Linked DNA regions of Mus musculus: all the other regions are linked to region 3. A link is a contact called in public Hi-C data. All regions are on one chromosome and are shown on one strand. The core of a region is the stretch at or near the end of the contact, and the rest is flanking DNA. Distances in the headings are between cores, read along the strand shown. Region 1 holds the start of Mal2 (mal, T cell differentiation protein 2). Region 2 overlaps Ext1 (exostosin glycosyltransferase 1). Region 3 holds the start of Samd12 (sterile alpha motif domain containing 12).

Region 1 (4,228 bases), core at 432-2,931, 670 kb after region 3:
TCCTGACTTTGGGAAACCAAAGTAGGTAGGGGTGGGTACAAAAGCAGTTATGGCAAAGTAGGTGCTGGAAAGGGTGTAGTCACTGTGTTCTTTTTGGTGACACCTTTAAAATATACACAGGTGAAGTTTTAGGTCGTTAATGGATCCACAAATTCCAAGGTCATTCCAAGTTCACTCACCACAACACTTTGGTACCTTGTATGTAGTTACTGGGCATTTCCATAACAAATTCTCGGGAGTGGCCTCACCTTTGAAGATCCTTTAAGGGCTGCCTAGGCAGAAAATAAAATATAAAGATCTCTTGCCAATCAGGATCTGGACACAGAAAAGTTCATCGATTGAACAAAGCAATACAGAGAAGTTGAGGTTTCCTACTAGATAGCCAGCACACACGAACTGCCAGAAACTGGTGACTAACAGGTGGTGGTGTCAGGAAGCCCAAACAAGGTTTCATCCACACCCTCCTTTGTGGCTTTTACTGTAGTGCCACCACCACACCTAAGAGTTTCGATTATTAAAATAATGAAGACATAGGGTAAAACCTGCTGACAACCCATGCAGGGAACAACTCACAGTTCAAGAGCTAAACTTAATAGATCAGAACAAGACTCAATTTGTAGAATGTCCGATACTCGAATAGGTTTGTGTGTCCGTGTACATGTGTGCACGCATGCATATGTGTATAGTAGACACACATTTACATATCCACATACTTGATTGCTGTTCTTGTTGCTTGACAGGTTCTTTCTAGGTATCCCAAGCTATTCTATTACCAGCTTTGCAGTCTATGCTGACTTCAAACTCAGGGCAATCCACACTCTGTGAAGTACTATGATTCCGGGCGTGTATCCCCATGCCTGGGTCAGGTTTTACCAACGTGGTCTACATATGTGCTGATCTGTGGAACTTATCTTTAGATGATCTCTGAGAAATGTCCCTTTGTTCATTCCACTTTCAGAACATTGACAGCAAAACCAATAAAATGGGAATGCAAGGGGGGGAAACTGGGGCTTGGGATTCATATGTAGTAGTGTCCTGTTCTGTTTTAATAATTGTTAAGTCTTTAAAAGCAGTAGCAAAGAATACCTTTCTGAAAATGGAATAAAAAGTGTCTGTGTGGAAACGTAATGAAGCTAACATTTTGTGTATGATTATTGACGTCAAAACTGGAAAAAATAGCTACCATCCTATAAGCTACATCGCTTCCTGTACACCTAACTCTTCTGCCCATCATTGGTGGACATCCTCGTACGGATTTCTGAGACCAGAACAGAAATGACTCAAGGCCTTCCTCCAGGGTCCCACTGCCAACGACTCCAATGTGCTACATGACCCTGAAAATCCCCCTAGAATCGCCTTTAAAACAGGCATCCCATTTTCCAGGTGTGCCTGGCAACTTGGTGTTTTCCTTCTGAGTCACAGCCTCTGTCTTCCTACCCAACTGGGGAAAGTGGGTGAGGACCAGCGGGGAGACTTGAGTGGGATGGGCAGGTGGGAACCAGCAGACAGTTAGTGCAGGAGCAGCAAGTGATCTGAAGATCCAGGAGGGCTGCAGAGCTGGCGCTGAGGCTGGGGCGCACCACACCTGTGCTGGTGACCCTGACTGTCGCTAGGGCGGAGGCGCGCTCACCTGTGCCCACGTGACGGGGCGGGCCTCTGTCGGCAGAGGGCCCGTGGCCACACCCTTTCCGCGAGCAGCACGCCTGAACCCCACGGATCGGATCGGCGGCGGCGGCGGCGGCGGCGGCCAAGCCCGGGAGGCGGCGGCGGGACGCGGGAGGCGGTGGCGGCGGTGGCGGTGCGCGGAGACGTAGCAGCGGCAGCATGTCGGCCGGCGGAGCAGTCCCGCCGCCCCCGAACCCTGCCGTGTCCTTCCCGGCGCCCCGGGTCACCCTGCCCGCTGGCCCCGACATCCTAAGGACGTACTCCGGAGCTTTCGTCTGTCTGGAGATTGTAAGTGGGGCAGCTTAGGTGAAGATCGAGTCCCGGGAGCATGGACAGGCAGCATCCTTGCCCCCAGCCCGGGGTTGGTCCCTCTGAATACCCCTCCCTCAGCCTTCATCCTCTAGAAGTGGCCTTTTACTGGAGTCAGTCTCGGGGTCCTCTCCACTTAGGACCCGGGCCTCTTGCCTGGCACCTGTTACGCGGACACCTGCTCGCCGGCCTGGAATGGAAATGTGCCCTAGAGACCGATCAGGCTAGGGGCCCATGATTAGGGACTTGGGCAGGAGCCCTCTCCTGTTGGATCTCGGGGACTCTGGGCTTTGGATAGGAGCTGCGTTTGACTAGAGGAGGAACCAGCGTTCTCGGCCTTTCCCGTTGCCAACCTGCCATTTTGTTGGGTGGTGCAAAGGTGAACTGATGACTGGGTGGCCAGGAAGCTGTTAGGATGTGGAAAGCCTGGACGGGAGGCGCCAGGGAAAGGAAGAGGAGGCTGAAGCCTGGGTATGGTTTTCACCAGACTCACCCTTGCCATAGCCAGTGCCCTTTGGATTGAGAAAGAACAGGGCAGGGAGAAAGGTGAGGTTGTAGGTGCAGCAGGCAGTGTGTAATCAAGTGGGTGTGAAAATGGAGGGGCAAAGTGGAAGTGGGGCAGTCAGCCTCAGCTCTTGCCTTTGCACCTCCTGTCCTTTTCTAAGTTTACCTGAGAATTCCAAACCACCTCAGAACACTTTGCTCCGCCCAAAGTCAAGTTGATGCCACAAGCCTGCCCTGCCACCTTGTTGAACTAGACACTTGAACTTAGCGAAAGGAATGCTGTGGAGTTGGGAGTTTTTGAAGCTCCTTGTGGACAAGGGGGAAATGTGCAAATAGAAATTGGGCAACTGGGGTTGCGTCATGCTGGGAGAATGTCAAATAGAAAGACATGTCAGCAAAGCGGTGTCATTCCTGTCGGCTGGTTCTGTTTGCTCTGTTTAGGGTTTTCATGTCAACCCTCATCCACTCCTGCGAGTTTGCATAACCTGGATCTAGGTCACTCGGGGTTCCCTTTTGTGCTGCTGAGCTGAAAACCTTGTGGGCATTGGTTTTCTGCCCCATTATGCTTAGGTAGCCAAGCCACCTTGGGTTTAGCTCAGATTTGAATCTGAAAGAAGAGACCCAAGTGAATGAGTCACAGGCAGTGGCACCTGAGATCAGATAGTGAGTGTGACACTAGAAGACCCTGGCATGGGTTCGGATTTGAGCCCAATTCAGCATCGTAGGAATGACTAAGGTGGGTGGCAGGCATCCATGTGAGAGGAACAGGGAGGAGATGGCGTTGGACCAGACTCCTGACTGTGGAGGGGACACAGCTTTTAAAACAGGAAGCGTTGCAGAGAAAGAGTTCCCAGATTCTGGGCTCCTTTCCTGCCGTGTTCCTCAAGTTCCACGTGCTTGCTTCCTCTTTCACGAGTTCTTCCCACGGCTTTAGTTACGTCCTACTTATCCTGAAATTTACAGAGGATCTGGAGACATAGAGGCACAGCTTAAACTTTGGTAGAAGTTAGGCTCAATCCTCAGGAGTAATGTACAGTTAATCTCCAATTTGATAGGTTGGTTCCTCATAGTTATTCAAATATATAGGTAAAACATACACACAGAAGTCTTTCATATGTATGTATGTATGTATGTGTGTGTGTGTGTGTGTGTGTGTGTGTGTGTGTGTGGTGCACGGAAGTCTTACTAAATCAAGTGATACTCAGGATCCACCTGTGGATGTGCCACACTTCATGGGACACTAGTACTAAAGGTTAACAAAGCAAAGAGGTGACTTATTGAGCCCCTCCCAACTTCATATCTCCTTTTCCTATCTACCATAGTAGTTAGTTCTCAATTCTTGCTGTACTTAATAACTTGGCAGCTCTTACAAGTCCTGATGCCAGCCCAGCCTAATTAAATGAGAGTCTCTAGGGGAGCACCCAGAGTCAGCTAATTTTTTTTAAAGGTCCCTGGGGATTCTAATACATAGTATAGCTGCAACCCACTGATAGAGTCTTTGAACCAGGCTGTGTAGAAAAGAGAATTTCCTCACAAATGTGAATATGTATGTTTGTTAGAACAGATAGGATGATTAGATCCTGGAAATGTGAGGAAGTATCTCACACATTTCCAAAAACGTAGCTTGCTTCCTGCTTTCTTAAACTTCTGCTCCTCTGGAAACTTACCTAACCCTGACATGTGCTCAGACGCTTATAAAGATAGAAGTGTCTCTTTGAATTTGCACCGTGTGTGTGTGTGTGTGTGTGTG
Region 2 (4,390 bases), core at 89-2,588, 790 kb before region 3:
TTGAACTGATATTTTTCCCAAAGAAAATGAATAAAGCACCAAGAAGAACACAGGAAGATACTGAGTATCGTTAGTCATTGAAGGAACGGAAATCAACCCAAAACACAAGGAGGTGCCACTTGCTCCCTGCAGGACAGTGTATGATCTAAGAGGACACATGAGAACAAGCACAGATAGAAACATGGAAAACAAGAAAAACAAGAGCTCTTCCTTGGGGGCTACAATGAGAGGAAAATGGTAAGGCTGTTTTGGGGACAATCTGGCAGTTCCTTCTCAAACTAAAAATGGACTTTTCATATGACCCAGCACTGTACTTAGGCATTTATCCCAGAGAAATGAAGGCATTTTTACATAGGAGAACTGTCCACAAATGTATACACTGGATACCCTTCCAAGTATGAATGAGGCAAGATTGTGGTATACACATAGCCTAGATCACTTCTCAGATGAATAAAACATAATGAAGTAAAAGAACACGGATCAAACTACTTAAGTACACAAGGACCTCGAGGATGCTAATGCCGAGTCCAAAGCCACCCTCTAAAGGGTACACACTACATTGCTCCATTTTCATAACACTTGTGACAGCATATAACGACGGGGCCGGAGAACGGAGTAGTCGCTACCATTGGTTAGAGGTGGGGGAGACAGACTTTATAGGTCAAGTGGGGAGACAATCTTCTAAAGTAGACCAGTTCATCTTATTAAGTCAGGAGATGTAAGACATGCTATAATCACATACAACTTAAAACACACACACACACACACACACACACACACACACAGTGAGACAGGAGAGGTATCAACTGCTTTCAGAGAATTTGCAGCTTCAGCTGGTAAACCAGTTGTCTCCCCTTTGTGGCATTACAGTCCACACTCCAGAGGTAATGATGCAGGAGATAGAAGAGCCTTTCTAAGTGGCTCCACAGAAAATGTGCAATAAAAACGACATGACCCTGACTTTAACCTGGAAGCCAGTACCATGCAATAGGTATAATAGTTTTCTTCCTAGAGTTGTACTGAATAAGGTACAGAATATAACCCCATTTCAGATATGCTATGGAATGTTATTTGAAGTCTTCCCTCACCACATAAGATGACTCACTAATAGTGAGTCAGTGTGACTAGGCAAGGGAGACAGAGTGGTTCATACCATTCCACCAAGTGTTGTCCCTGCCACTTGTATCACCTGTGGTACCAGGGAACTGCACAGATCTCAGGATCACCCAGGCCTGCTGAATCCAGAACTCTTGGGAAAGAGCCTTGGATTCTATGTGAGTCCATTGTAATGCCCAGTACATTTTGTGCAGCAGGGAACTGGTAGCTAAAAACTTAGTAAACAAGAGCTCAGTGGTCAAGCAGCCAAACCTGGGTTCACAGTCTATGCTTACCATCCACAAACTGGGCAATCTTGGGAAATACTAATTTGTCTGGGCTTAGTTTCCTGGTTCATCCAAAGGGGTTGATCCTTCTACTGACCTGACCAAATGATACATTCTTTTCTTTTTCTTTTTAATTTCTTTTCTCCCTAGACAGGGTTTCTCTGTGTAGCCCTGGCTGTCCTGGAACTCACTTTGTAGACCAGGCTGGCCTTGAACTCAGAAATCCGCCTGCCTCTGTCTCCCGAGTACTGGGATTAAAGGTGTGCACCACCACGCCCGGCTTCCAAACGATACATTTTAATTAAAGTACAGCACCTTATGAGCATTTCTGCAAAAGATAGCTGTAATCACTTCAGCTGAAGGGAGCCAGCAGATTATCAGAAACACAGGCAGCTGTCAATGAGGAGACCTGGGCTGAAGAATCTGGAGTGTGGCTCTCCTGCGAGACCCCCATGCACATCTCTTAGCTTCTGTCAGTCTCAAAGCTGTGAAGCTCAAATGAAATTATGTACATGCAGTATAATCAGGAAAGTAGTATGCAATTGCAGGTTATTATGGCAAATTATATCAGAAGGAATGGAATAAACATTTTTTAAAAACTACCAACAATGAAAAAAACAAAAAAACAGTTTTGCAAAGACAGCCAAGAGACAAACGAGGAGCAGACCCGTTAAAAGAAAATGAAAGCAGAAGCCGCAGCTCCCCACACAGCAGCAGTGTGTAGTTTAAAAGCTTTCTCCTCATCAGAAGCTGTACAAGGAAGGAAGCCGCTGCTGTGGCTTGCTGTCTTCCCAGGGTTCCCACAGATCCTCTCTCACAAGCACGTTGGCCAAATGATCCTGCTTTTTCGCTAGCCACAGTGGACAGGCAAGAAGCCAGCAATGAGCCTCTAATCTTCAGACTCACACAATTCCAGGCTGCCTGAGGTGATAGTTTGTCTCGAGTATTTACTTATGAACTGGGTGAACATCACAGCTGCTCTTTTTCTGCCAGCCCCGTCCCTTCTAAGTAATGATTCTTCTCTGTTTATACCCAGATTTGAGTCACATCTCTTATGAAAAAAAATCAGAAAGCTAATACTTGGGGTGGCTGAAGTTCCAGAGTGCCCTGTGATGAGGAAAAGGAAATACAGACTAGTGCATCTCTGTTCTTGGATGAGTGTGTGAGTGCGTGTGTGCCATCCACATGTTAGGTCCGTCTTAAGAAGATCGTGGTCCAGTGAAAACACTGTGAAGTTGTCAGATGTTCATATGGAAGCGGGGGGGGGGGGGCAGGGAAGATAAGGCATGGGTGGCTACAGAAGGCATTGGTGAGGAAGATGAGAACAGGGATGTGTATCTCGAAGATTTCCAGGACTCTTTGCTAAGCACTGATGACGGAGCAAGAGCTACAAACACTGGAAGATGGGCATTTCTAGGCTAATGGTAGTCCATCAGGATCAAAGGGTCCATGGGGAGGGAAAACACCCAATTTGGAGTGGGTCAGGAATGGTTAAAGAGCTCAGGGCAGGGGGAGGGGGTTAAGGAGATGATAAGCTTGCTACCTCCTGGAGCTCAGACATTATTCCATGAGAGTGAATCTGAGTCACTGAAGAACTCAAGCGAAAGAATGACAGGATCCCAGAAGTATCCCACCAACCATACAGCTCAACTTCATGGGCAGAGGTGAAATGCTGAAAATGTAAGAAGGCCCCAACTCTTTTCTTTAAACAATGCTGCTTCTGGTCAGCCCACATGGCGTCATATGTCTGAAGACATACAATTCTCATTAAGAAAATTAGTGAGCAGTTCATCTCTGACCTCTTCAACGTGCAACTGCCCTTTGTAGGACTCTCTCCTCAAAACTTCCCTCCAGGTGACTTGTGTGTGTGTGTGGGGGGGGGGGGCATCCTCTGTTGTTTTCTAAGCCTGTTTCCGATACCCTTTCCTAAGTCCAGATAAAATGTTTAAAATTTCAATTACTTTTGAGAAAAGAAATCTTAAAGGTCAGGACATGGGATCGCACAAAATTGATCCGTGGCACTGACTGAACTGAGAAACGTGAATTGGGAGTTGGAAAATGGTTCCAGCTGGCCACTGTACTGTCTGGGTTCTTTTGACAACATGGCACAGAGAAGTATGGGTCCCAGGGGTCATGGAGGATCTGTTGGACTTGTGGGAATTGCTGGCTGATACACACCCACAAGTGTGCACAAAGCTGAGCTGCTTCATACACGTCAATCAGTTCTTCAAATACGTGGAACTGCACTCTGAATGTGATCGATCAGAGTGGCGACAGTCTTAGGGAAAGCCAGCAACTCCCCTGCAGTAAAGGTTGCTACTTAAAGGTGGTGCAATTCCTTGCCCTGAATATTCAACAGGCAACCAACCCACCAGTCACAAGCTATATCAAAGGTATCACTTCCTTTGTGATCTCGGTGTGATGTTGCCAATTCTAGGCTCTCCATTGCAGACAGGATGTTTGTACAAAACCAAGGGCAGACAACTTACATGCATTCTTTCATACTTCCTGGCTTCAAACAGAAGACAATTTTCATTCTATGCCAACTTAAAATCTTTCACTACAGGAACAGGAGGAGGGAGGTGGCATGCTGTGGGTGAAGGTCCCAGTGAGAGGTACTTAATTCTCATGTGTATCACCATGGGCATAGGTTTGATACATCACTACATAACATATATTGACACCTGACTTCCACCACAGGGGAAAGAGATGACTGCCATCAAATATGCTCTTAAACACATTGGGTCATAGCCCCTGTTGACTCTAATCTTTCCCATTGCATCTTTATCTTGAATGATCACTGGCAGTTCAGAACTGTAATGTGGTAATCAGTACTCACATATATTAATAGATATAGCATGTACTGAGTATATATTGTATTATGTTTATATATATCTCAAAGAGGTAGAAAACCATCATGGTGGAACATGCCTTTAATCCCAGCACTTGGGAGGCAGAAGCAGATGGATCTACATTGTGGGTTCCAGAATAGTAAGGACTACATAAAG
Region 3 (4,304 bases), core at 761-3,260:
AGTATCAAGTCCATTTTTTTCTTCCAGATATAGACACAAAGGCTCAGATATTATTATATGCTATATTTTCTTTTAAGTTGCTCTAATAAAATTCCTCTTTCCTCGACTCACTATTTCTCAGTGAAGATGCATAAGCTGGTCACTATTTGATCTTGACCTGTGATTCTGTACATGATGGTCACATGGATTAGGACATTTAGCCTCCTGATGATCTCAGGGCACAAAACTCTGAAGTAGTAACACTGGGTACCGTTTCCTAAATCTCAAATGAGCACTAACAGAGCAATGCCATTCTCAGCAGGAGAAGAAAACAGTAGTTTTGAGACTTCAAACATGAGGGCTGAGAGGGGCCTTAAAACTTCCCATCTGTGGCATTTGGACAACTAAGAAGGCCTCAGGCACCCTTATGGAGTCAGTTTTAAGAGTTCCATGAATGTTTATTGTGCAATCCACAGGCAGTTTTTGAGGGCATGCTATGAAGCACGTTCTATGCTACTGCTTGGCAAATCGGAGTTTTTGGTCTCAGTCTCCCAGTGCTTCGGATTCCAGTGAGAGACATATGAAGTGTGATATGTGTAGATTTAGGCACTGGTGCTGGGGAATATGAGAGCAGGAGGCCCCCAAACTACCGACATGCTTTTCTACCTGAGAGAAGGGTAGAGGGGTGTGTGTTGGGGAGGTGGACATGTTTCCTGGCACAGTTGGAAAAGCTGAAAGTAGAGACATCTAGCTAAGAGGCTCTGATCCTGAGATCACCCAGACTCAGTCCTGAGTTTACAGGTGTTGAGTGTATGAGTTGGACCCTTGCTACTTCAAGTAAAGGGCCAGGGTATTTATTTCATTTGCTGTCTCCTGAGGCAGAGAGGTGAGGCAGAAGCAAGAAACCCTGTTGGTTGTTCTTCTCTGTAGCCTCCAAGGAACCGGATCATTTCCCTTTGGCAAGCAGCCTGATGTCGCTGGCAACCACGCCTTCCTTTTCCTGCTTCAGGTCCCCTCTAACCCTAAGTGCACTCAGGAACCATAATTCTGGAAGTGAAGGTAGGCTCCCTTTATAATCCTACACTCATTTCACTTTATCTCATCATAGAGGTATGAGACACCAGAAACCCTCCTGCTACACATGCCCTCCCTTTCATCTCCCCCGCCCATATCCCCGGACCTACCCTGAACAAAAAGTCTGTCCTCTAAAGTAAGTGAAAGTGACGTGGAAAACTCCAATCCCTCAAAATTTGCCTGACCCAACTCTTAACCGGAAAGTACAAAACAGGCAGGGCTGTGCAATCAAAATGGCAAACTCGAAGTCCAAAATTATACAAGGAAATAGGAAGGCAGTCTTCAAAGGAAAGAATTTCCCAATCCAAGCGGCTGCCTTACACTGATTCTGTGAACTTTGCTAACCCCTGGGCAGGACTATACAGAAGCAGATGTAAAGGCAGCCCCATCCTAGGGGCATATCTGCTACAGGCACTGCTGGTTACACACAGCGAGGGGTCCTCGACCCAGTGGCAATCCAAGCTTCTGGATGACGCACCTGGCTAGAGTCCTTTCCCACGTGTGGGTGGCAGAGCGTGCATCCCCAGCAATGTGGCCACCCAGCCTACCTTGGCTGGAGGGGAAGGGAAAGGGCAAGTCAGGGCTATTCCCTCGCGCTGGACTTCCCGGTTGTCCACCCATTTCCATCACAAAGCTGAGGACTGGGAGCGCTCTTTTTTCACCTTCTGCCCTGAAGTCCTGCTCACCTACACCTCTCTCAATGGCAAACGAAGCAGGTGCCTCCTGGCCTGGCAAGGCTCAGGTGAGCGCCAAGTGGTACAAGGGAGAAGGGGCCCGCTTGCCGCCACCCCCTTTTCTCTCCTCCCCACCGGAGCCGAGCTTCATCAGGGATGTGTGAATTGGAGTGCGCGGGTTAAGAGGGAGCTTAAAACGCCCCAAGCGTCCCTTACCTTCCACAGCCATTCTCTCAGAGCTTGCCTAACGCATGCATAATTTTCTTGGCCGAGGTACTCCTCCTGCCCCGCGCTCCCCCCTCCCCTTGCTTTCGCCTAAATATTCTGCGCTCATCTGCTCCAGGACCAACCTGCTGCGGTCACGCAAAGCGAACAGCCAGCTCCTGCTCCGCGCGAGGCGGCATGGGAGTTGTAGTCCGTTCTTGCACAATCTCCCAACCCCCTCGAAGCCTCCCATTTGTCCCGTGCAGCTCGATTTCGCCACCACAGTAGGAGCGTATATCTACATTCTGTGACATAGGACTGACTACCTGCTCTTCTACGGACCTCGGAAGGGAACCCCGAGAGTGATGGATGATGACATTTGGGAGGACTACATCTCCCAGACTGCCGTGCTCCTAGCTTCTTTCAGCTTTGAGAGAACTCTTGATTGAGACCTTAGCTGTCATTTAAAAGCTTTTAGGCACCTAGCAGTCTTTGGGAGGGAGACAGCAGGGCAGTGGACTTGGCGGGCCACTGGAATCTGGGCGCACTTGGTCAGTGAGGAGAGCAGATGCGCTGGGGATGCTTGTGGCAGTCCCTCTGGGCCAGAGACTTACTCCACAAGGTGCAGTCAAAACTTGTTCTCATCCTGAAATATTTGGGGTTGTGAGATGTCCCTCCAGGAGAAACAGCTGACTTCTGAACCTCTTGGTTGTTTACAGAGTTAAATACTGACGAGGGTAGGATGGCTTTAAAATCTTCCAAAGACAATATCCTAATGAGGCTGCTAAGATTACATTTTCAGGGCATCAGAGCATGGAATAGCTGGATTCCAAAGTGAGAGGCTGTCAACTTTCCTGGCTAGGGTGTCCCTTGGCTGCCTGTGATAGAGTCTTAACACTATACACAGTTTAGTTGCTTTCCACCTCTGAACCTATGATCTTCCTGTGGGGCTGTCTGGTACAATTTTAAATACATACTACATACATGCGTGCATACATACATATATACAAACAAACAAAGAGAGAATCACATGTATGACAGAAACTCCCTGTCGCACCACTGGAGTTCCTGCCTGGCTACAGGAGGTGGCCTCTTCAGGTTCCATATACCCAATGCATTGAGTCATACCTAAGGACACCCCAGTGATTCTTCGGCACCTCCCCTATCCCAAGTCCCAAGTCTCTGTCTCTTCCTGAAGATGCTCCTTACCTCCTACCACATCAGTTGCAGATTTCCATTCATTCTTATGGCCATCCAGCCATCCCCCTGCCCCTCCCTGCACCCAACCCCTTGCCTCCCACTCCTCTCCTGATCCCCACTCTATCCAGTTCCCTTTCTCCATCTGCCTTCTACAATCATTCCATTCCCCCTTCCAAGTGTTTTCCTGACCAGCATCCTTGGGTCTCTTGGACTGTAGCATGAGCATCCTGTATTTTTTTTATTAATCACTTTATTCATTTATATTTGAAATGATATCCCCCTTCCCAGTTACCCCTCTGCAAAGTCCCCATCCCATCTTCCCTCTCCCCCATCCCCTTTACCTCTATGAGGGTGCTCCTCCATCCACTCATGCACTCCTGCCTCACTGTTCTAACATACATACACTGGAACACCAAGTCTCCACAGGACCCAGGGCCTCCCCGCCCATTGATGTCAGATAAGGCCATCCTCTGCTACATATGTGGCTGGAGCCATCGGAGCTATTTGTACTCTTTGGCTGGTGGTTTAGTCCCTGGGAGCTCCATGTGGTTTAGTTAACTGATATTGTTCTTACTATGGCGCTGCAATCCCCTTCATCTCTTTCAGTCCTTCCCTCTAGCTCTTCCATTGGGGTCCCTGGGCTCAGTCAGATTGTTGGCTGTGAGTATCTGCATCTGTATTGGTCAGGTGCTGGTAGAATATCTCAAGGAACAGTCATACCAGGTTCTTGTCAGCAAAAGCTTCTTTATGTAAGCAATAGTGTGGGGGTTTAGTGTCTGCAGATGGGATGGATCCCTAGGTGGGGCAGTTTCTGGATGACCTTTCCTTCAGTATCTGTTCCATTTTTTGGTCCCTGTCTTTCCTATAGACAGGAACATTTCTGGGTTAAAAATTTGACAGGCCATCCTGTATTTTATGGCTAATATCCACTTATAAGTGAATACATACACATAACCTTTTGGAATTAGGTTACCTCACTCAGGATAATATTCTCAAAATCCATCCAGCCTGCAAAATTCATGATGTCTTTGTTTCTCATAGCTGAATAGTATTTCAATTTGTAGATGTAACACATTTTCTTTACCTAATTTTCAGATAAGGGACACCTAGGTTGTTTCCATTTGGGGGGGGGTATTATGAATAAAGCTGCTATGAACATAGTTGAGCAAGTGT

What was found. A called contact is a pair of places that touch in the nucleus more often than the background predicts.
Region 1: a contact with region 3 is called in a Hi-C map of cerebral cortex, with 4 times the contacts expected there. A contact is called at or near these places in 3 of 39 promoter capture datasets (cranial neural crest, embryonic stem cells and hippocampal neurons) and 1 of 484 Hi-C or Micro-C datasets (cerebral cortex).
Region 2: a Hi-C map of cortical neurons shows a contact between it and region 3, with 2.5 times the contacts expected there. A contact is called at or near these places in 3 of 39 promoter capture datasets (embryonic stem cells, hippocampal neurons and pre-B cells), 2 of 484 Hi-C or Micro-C datasets (cerebral cortex and cortical neurons) and 1 of 130 datasets of targeted methods (astrocytes).

Annotation. Positions count from the first base shown.
Region 1 is chr15:54,569,685-54,573,912 of GRCm38.p6, forward strand. Mal2 (mal, T cell differentiation protein 2) reads left to right here and starts at 1,682. Exons shown (of 4, transcript NM_178920.4): 1 at 1,682-1,953. The coding sequence starts at 1,825.
Region 2 is chr15:53,111,808-53,116,197 of GRCm38.p6, forward strand. The region is part of intron 1 of Ext1 (exostosin glycosyltransferase 1); the gene reads right to left. Among named protein-coding and RNA genes, the nearest start is that of Gm41323, 180 kb to the left of the region's middle.
Region 3 is chr15:53,900,426-53,904,729 of GRCm38.p6, forward strand. Samd12 (sterile alpha motif domain containing 12) reads right to left here and starts at 2,011. Exons shown (of 5, transcript NM_177225.4): 1 at 1,944-2,011. The coding sequence starts at 1,956.